2 separate regions of the Danio rerio genome follow, and region 1 is linked to region 2. Evidence: chromatin contacts called from public HiCAR-type data. All regions are on one chromosome and are shown on one strand. The core of a region is the stretch at or near the end of the contact, and the rest is flanking DNA. Distances in the headings are between cores, read along the strand shown.

Region 1 (2,825 bases), core at 310-2,809, 450 kb before region 2:
AGCTTAATCTTGCACAGCTAGAGGTGAACCCAGGAGAAGGTATAATGCTGAAGTTTCCATACACATCTTAAAGATGCCTTGTAAACTCGTAGCTAGTGTGAGGTCATTGATTGTTACATGCAAAAGTATTTGATTTGGCTGTTCTGTTACAGTATTTATCCTGTTTTTAGTTCTACAACACTGGCTTAGAGCATCAGATTGTACTGTTACAAGTGACACATGCACAGCCTAAACTGAACATGACTACTAAACTGAACTCTGAAGCTGGTAGTTTTACATTTGTTGTTACTATAGATACATTCCGTGGAAAGAAAATACATTTTTTTTATTTAGACCTTTTTTTAATGTGTGTTTTTTAGTTTTAAACAGTGTCCTACACCAACTTTAAAATAACTGTTTCTTCTTCAATGTAATTGAAAAAAGACGCATGAAAATGAAAGCCGTGGACAATAAATTAAGTTAAGCAGTTCATCTTTGTTTGTTGTGTCATTGTATTCTTTCAGGTGGGGTTCCCTCATTTATTTTCATAAGTGTTGCCAGCATAATGAGATGTAACAGAGACGTGGTTGAATTATTAAAATCTGCCACCATAAAATGGAGCAGCTCTCATTGTCTCCAGCATAGCATGATATCAGGTGTCTCTACTAATGACTTCTTTATTTAGAGCTATTCATTATGCATATGGAGAGCTCAGTCTCACCTGGCTATTTTAATGCATTACGGATTTATGAACCCCTACAGAGATCGGCTCAAGAGTGATGAGGGAAACTGTCTCATATGTAAGTTATACGAGATCTCTGAGACTTAATCATCTGAACAAAAAAGTCTGATATGACTGATATTATGTGTACTGTTTAGATCTAAACGGAAATAGTTACATACTCAAAATCACACAGATAAATGAGCTCTTTCCTCATGTCCTCTTACCTTCTCACAAACTTTTCTGGGTCAGTTACTCATGGGGGACCACAAACCTGACCAAGCCTACATTTTCAGGTAACACACAGTGGTTGCTTACAATCTAAGTTTGTGCGTTTTTTTTACTTTTATAAATAATAATATGTCCAAAATAAAGGCATTGACTTAAAGTGCCGTAATTATTATAACAAGTGTCTCAGGCAACTGCAGCACAATATGCACAACTCAGTTTTCCGCGTCTGTTCCTTTAAGAGCTGCTCTCTTCGAGGACTCCCTGACGCATTGCAGGTGGCTGATAACCAATCAAAAGACATTTCCTAGGTCAGCTGACGAACGCCATCACACTTCTATATATAAACTCTCGGAACATACGCTCAAGCGAAAGCCGCCGTTGTTTGCTATAGCATTTAGGAAGGATAATGCTAAAAACCGATGATAACACTATATTGATTCATTAAAAGAAAATAAAACGCTTTAATTTTTTTGATTTGGAGTTCAAACATTTTATCTCCGTGGTGTAGGGATACCATAGCAACAGCTTTGTTGTCAAGGAGTGCGACGTCCCACTTTGGACCGAAGAGCCAAGGCGGAGTGATATTGAAATTTGGGCGCACAGCAGCAGAAGATAGTGCTTGACAATCGCACGGGTGGGAAGCAACGCTTGGATTTTCGTTTATTTTCTCTACGTAACGAGCAACGTAGTCCACACTAAAATACAATGGTAAGCACGGCTTCATTGCTTTATCCTAATAGCCAAAGTAAAACGTAGCTATACAAAAATGACTGGGTGTAATGGCGAGGTGATAGGTGTGAATGGACTAGCGTTAGCTTAGCTCCTCGGGAGCTAGCCGTCATTCTGTTGAAAGAGCGCGCGAGCTCCAGGGCAAACGTCACTTAAAAACGGATTACACGCAGTTTTCACACTTCACAATGCAACGTAAATATTTTGCAGCACTTCATATTGTCTCAAAATTGTGCCATGTGTTTACAGCGTGAAATGCGTTTTACTAGCACATCCTTGATTGATTCCCTGTTGCTAGCTCGCCTCATGTCGGCGTCGGCAGGCAACGGCTCGAAAAACATCGTTGATGGATGTACAACTCGGCCTCATTTACCTTAGACAGGACCATGAACATTCTTGTGCAAAATGGCTCAGCTTTTTCCCTAATATTTGTTTATAATTTGAGATCGGATGTAAACTAATTTATTCAGTTGCCCTCTAACTATCGTATAAGCCATATTCAAATGCATTTAAAACAGCGCGTATGCTATTTTAGTCAAATGCAGCAGTGTAGTCTGCCGTGACAGCGGCGTTTTGCTAATTCACAGAGCCATGAGTTGGGCGTTGTAGTGACGAATGACATCATCAAACTTGTAAAACGCGCTATCAGGTGTTGGACACGTTCAGTTCACGCAATATAGGAAGTAGAGCTTCAGGATGACTTGAAACAATCTTTATTATAATCTATAATTAATTATTGCCTTTTGTGTTCTTCCTTGTAGGCTGATCAGCTAACAGAGGAGCAGATTGCTGGTAAGGAGAATAATTGAATGGTTCATAGAAAGAACAATATCAAAGAATTTACTCCCCATCACAGGTGTATTTACTTTTCTTATTTTAGACAAACGAAGTTATATTAATGTCATACGTTCACTGGTGGGTTCTATTGACAGCAAATAGAAAAAATATTCTGTTTGACTTGATCAAATATTGATTCACTCTACATTCAAAGCTTTACATTTTAGTGTTTATCTTGGGAAGACCATTTTTAATAAGACCTTGCCATAGCATATAAATAGTACTTTAAACCTTTTACTGAACTCCACCCTCATCACAAACTGCCAAGTTTTACATTTCAAAATTGTTTTACAATTTAATGAAACTTAGATAGGTGTTTGGCCTTAAT
Region 2 (2,700 bases), core at 110-2,609:
TGATTTAATTCCTATTATAATAGAATATTGAGAATGGGGCAGGGCTTTCTCTTTGCACATGTCTTTGTAGCAAAGTAATGCTAGATGGCATGCTTAAGAATATTCTAGCTACAGCTGTCAAAACTGACGTCAACAGAGAAGAACTGCCACTCCTAATGCAAAGCAAAATGTCAGACTTTGAATAAAGATTAATAAAACAAAAACCAAAAATTAAGTGGATTAATTTGCATTGGATTAATTGTTCACCTAAAAAATAACAATGTGCACCAGCAAAATAAATATTGTAAATTTTGATTTCAAACAGACTTTTAAATCATATCATTACAAGTACAGATCTTTTGTTTTGTCATGGTTAAAGTCAGATCTGGTATGAACTCGGGCTATTTGTATGAACTTATGTTTAAGCCATTTGTTTGCAGTAATTAATTTATATATGAATTAATATATCTTAAATATAGAAAAATAACAGTTGAATTAGTTCAAAAAATGAATATATTTTTAGATTCATTTTGGGTAGTTCTTTCCTGTATTAAAGATGTTAAGAAATAACTGTTATGCCATCCCACATTTGTCTTTTTGTCCAAGTTTCATAGACGTGTTTGCTTTAAAGCTAAATTTGTAAGGCTGTGATTTGCTTCGTTTTTGTTTGGATTACTTTACAACAGGGGTCACCAATCCCGGTCCTGGAGGGCCGGTGTCCCTGCAGGGTTTAGCTCCAACTTGCCTTAACACGCCTGCCTGTATATTTCAAGTATACCTAATAAGACCTTGATAAACTAGTTCAGGTGTGTTTGATCAAGGTTGGAGCTAAAATCTGCAGGACACTGGCCTTTCAGGAAACAGTTTAGTGGCCCCTGCTTTTTGACTTTAGCGGCTTATTTAAAAATAATAATTGGACAAAAAAAAAAATAAAATTGGACAAGCACCAACCTTTTATTGTGAAGCACACCCATTTAAAATGGAACCCAAAAACATTTACGGTATTAGCTTTACCCGTGGGAAGCTAGTCTTAATATAGGCTACAAGCTTGAATATGATTGATTAATTGTAGACAATCCAAGATAATTATCAGATCACACTCCCTGGACATGTTTAATAAAGTTTAAATTTAACTTGCATACCTTCAAACACCAACTTTGATCTCGTGAAAGTACAATAATCCTAACCGTATACTAAACTACAACTGACAAAAGTTACTATAAATACATACATTACTTGTTTGATAATAACTAATGACATTAACTAGAACATAAATTATTTTATTTTTTTGTGATTAGGCTAGTTTGAGGTTTATACTCACAAGCGTACAACGTTGACAGGAACGTCAAATTGTTGATTCAATCCCGCGTGCTCCTCCACTGCGCACTGACGTCACATCCGCTTGAGCAGTTCCCTGTGATGCAGGCGCAGGGTTCGTTTTCGGGCAGCGGAGGGCGCGTTTATCGACGCTGTGATCATTGTATGGTCAGTTGTTCTTTTGTGAGCGTGTTCAGGGAATATGGGGTAGGGAACATTACAGGACCGCAGAAAATAACAGAGCAATGATGAGGTAAACAAATCCACGACACAGAATTTTTTAAATAGCCATCATGTTGCCTTTATTCACCAACAGATATGTAAAACATACATGGAAATGAGCAGTTAAGAAGCATATTAAACCCTAAATAAATCCAATTGCATTACATTTATCATTCGGAAGAACTGTCTTATCTTGAGAAAATGACACCCAGTCAATAGCTGGACCAAACTGCAGTTCTCACTTTTATTATTTCACATTTAATTGTCTACAGTAGTTCTCAACCCTCAAACCCTTTAACTCCCTGTCTTCATAAGTCAGTTCATCCACTGTTATAGGATATCATATCCCAAGCAAACTAATATTTTTGTGTCACTGTCAGAAAAAAACAGCTAGCTGTATTATGAGTGCTGTGTATGCCTACTTTGCATGAAACTTTATTCCATATATTTTTCCATACATATATTTTAAGACCCATAGGAGGACAGACTAAGTCAAAATACTCGTGGTTAACCCCCATAATACATCTGGGAAAATTATAATTTATAAAAACAGTCATAATCAAAAGCCACAGTCTAAAATTTAAAGGAAAATATAGTTTGAAAATTAGTGTAAACTTTATTAAATTACTTTAAAATTTAACTCATTGTTCAAAACAATAATAAAATAAGAACATTTAGTATTTTGTATTGTTCTTTAAAAAACTTTTAGTAAAAAAATAACACTAACTTGAGACAATTAAAAAAAAGGTATTTTAACACGTAAGGGTTTCTCTATACATACCTGACCCAAAATGACCCAGACATAAAATGTTGGGTTTTTTTATATCACCATTTTTAATAAATCATTTGCTTTGTGTTGTGAGGGTAATATGCAAAACTTCTATAGCAAAATAAAACTAGGATAAAGTACAGCTACTGTAAACTTTATATTTAAAATTAAATAAATATTTTTCGATGCAACTCATTTAAATATTGTGGCGATGAATAGTCACCATTACATGTGACCCATTTCAAAAGCTTATTATACCTATATTAAATCATAGGGACAAACTTGGCACAATAATTAGTTTCCTGAAAATGACCCTGAAAGGCATGTTCACATTTTTATATCTTGAACTAATTAGATTTTGTTTGCTTTATTTTATTGTTTATTGTAGTGTTTTTTTTAAACTTTCATTTCTA

The links. HiCAR-type assays count read pairs that join an accessible place to other places.
Region 1: a HiCAR-type map of caudal fin shows a contact between it and region 2, with 8 times the contacts expected there. The contact joins the promoter of calm3b here to the promoter of zgc:110782 in region 2. A contact is called at or near these places in 2 of 18 Hi-C or Micro-C datasets (caudal fin and hematopoietic stem cells) and 2 of 4 datasets of contacts at active chromatin or transcription factors (caudal fin and embryo).

What each region holds. Positions count from the first base shown.
Region 1 is chr21:29,797,978-29,800,802 of GRCz12tu, forward strand. It overlaps calm3b (calmodulin 3b (phosphorylase kinase, delta)), which reads left to right and starts at 1,560. Exons shown (of 6, transcript NM_199570.1): 1 at 1,560-1,639; 2 at 2,422-2,452. The coding sequence starts at 1,637. It overlaps slc3a2b (solute carrier family 3 member 2b), which reads left to right. Exons shown (of 9, transcript NM_201514.2): 9 at 1-469. The coding sequence ends at 71.
Region 2 is chr21:30,244,274-30,246,973 of GRCz12tu, forward strand. zgc:110782 reads right to left here and starts at 1,360. Exons shown (of 2, transcript NM_001013485.2): 1 at 1,301-1,360.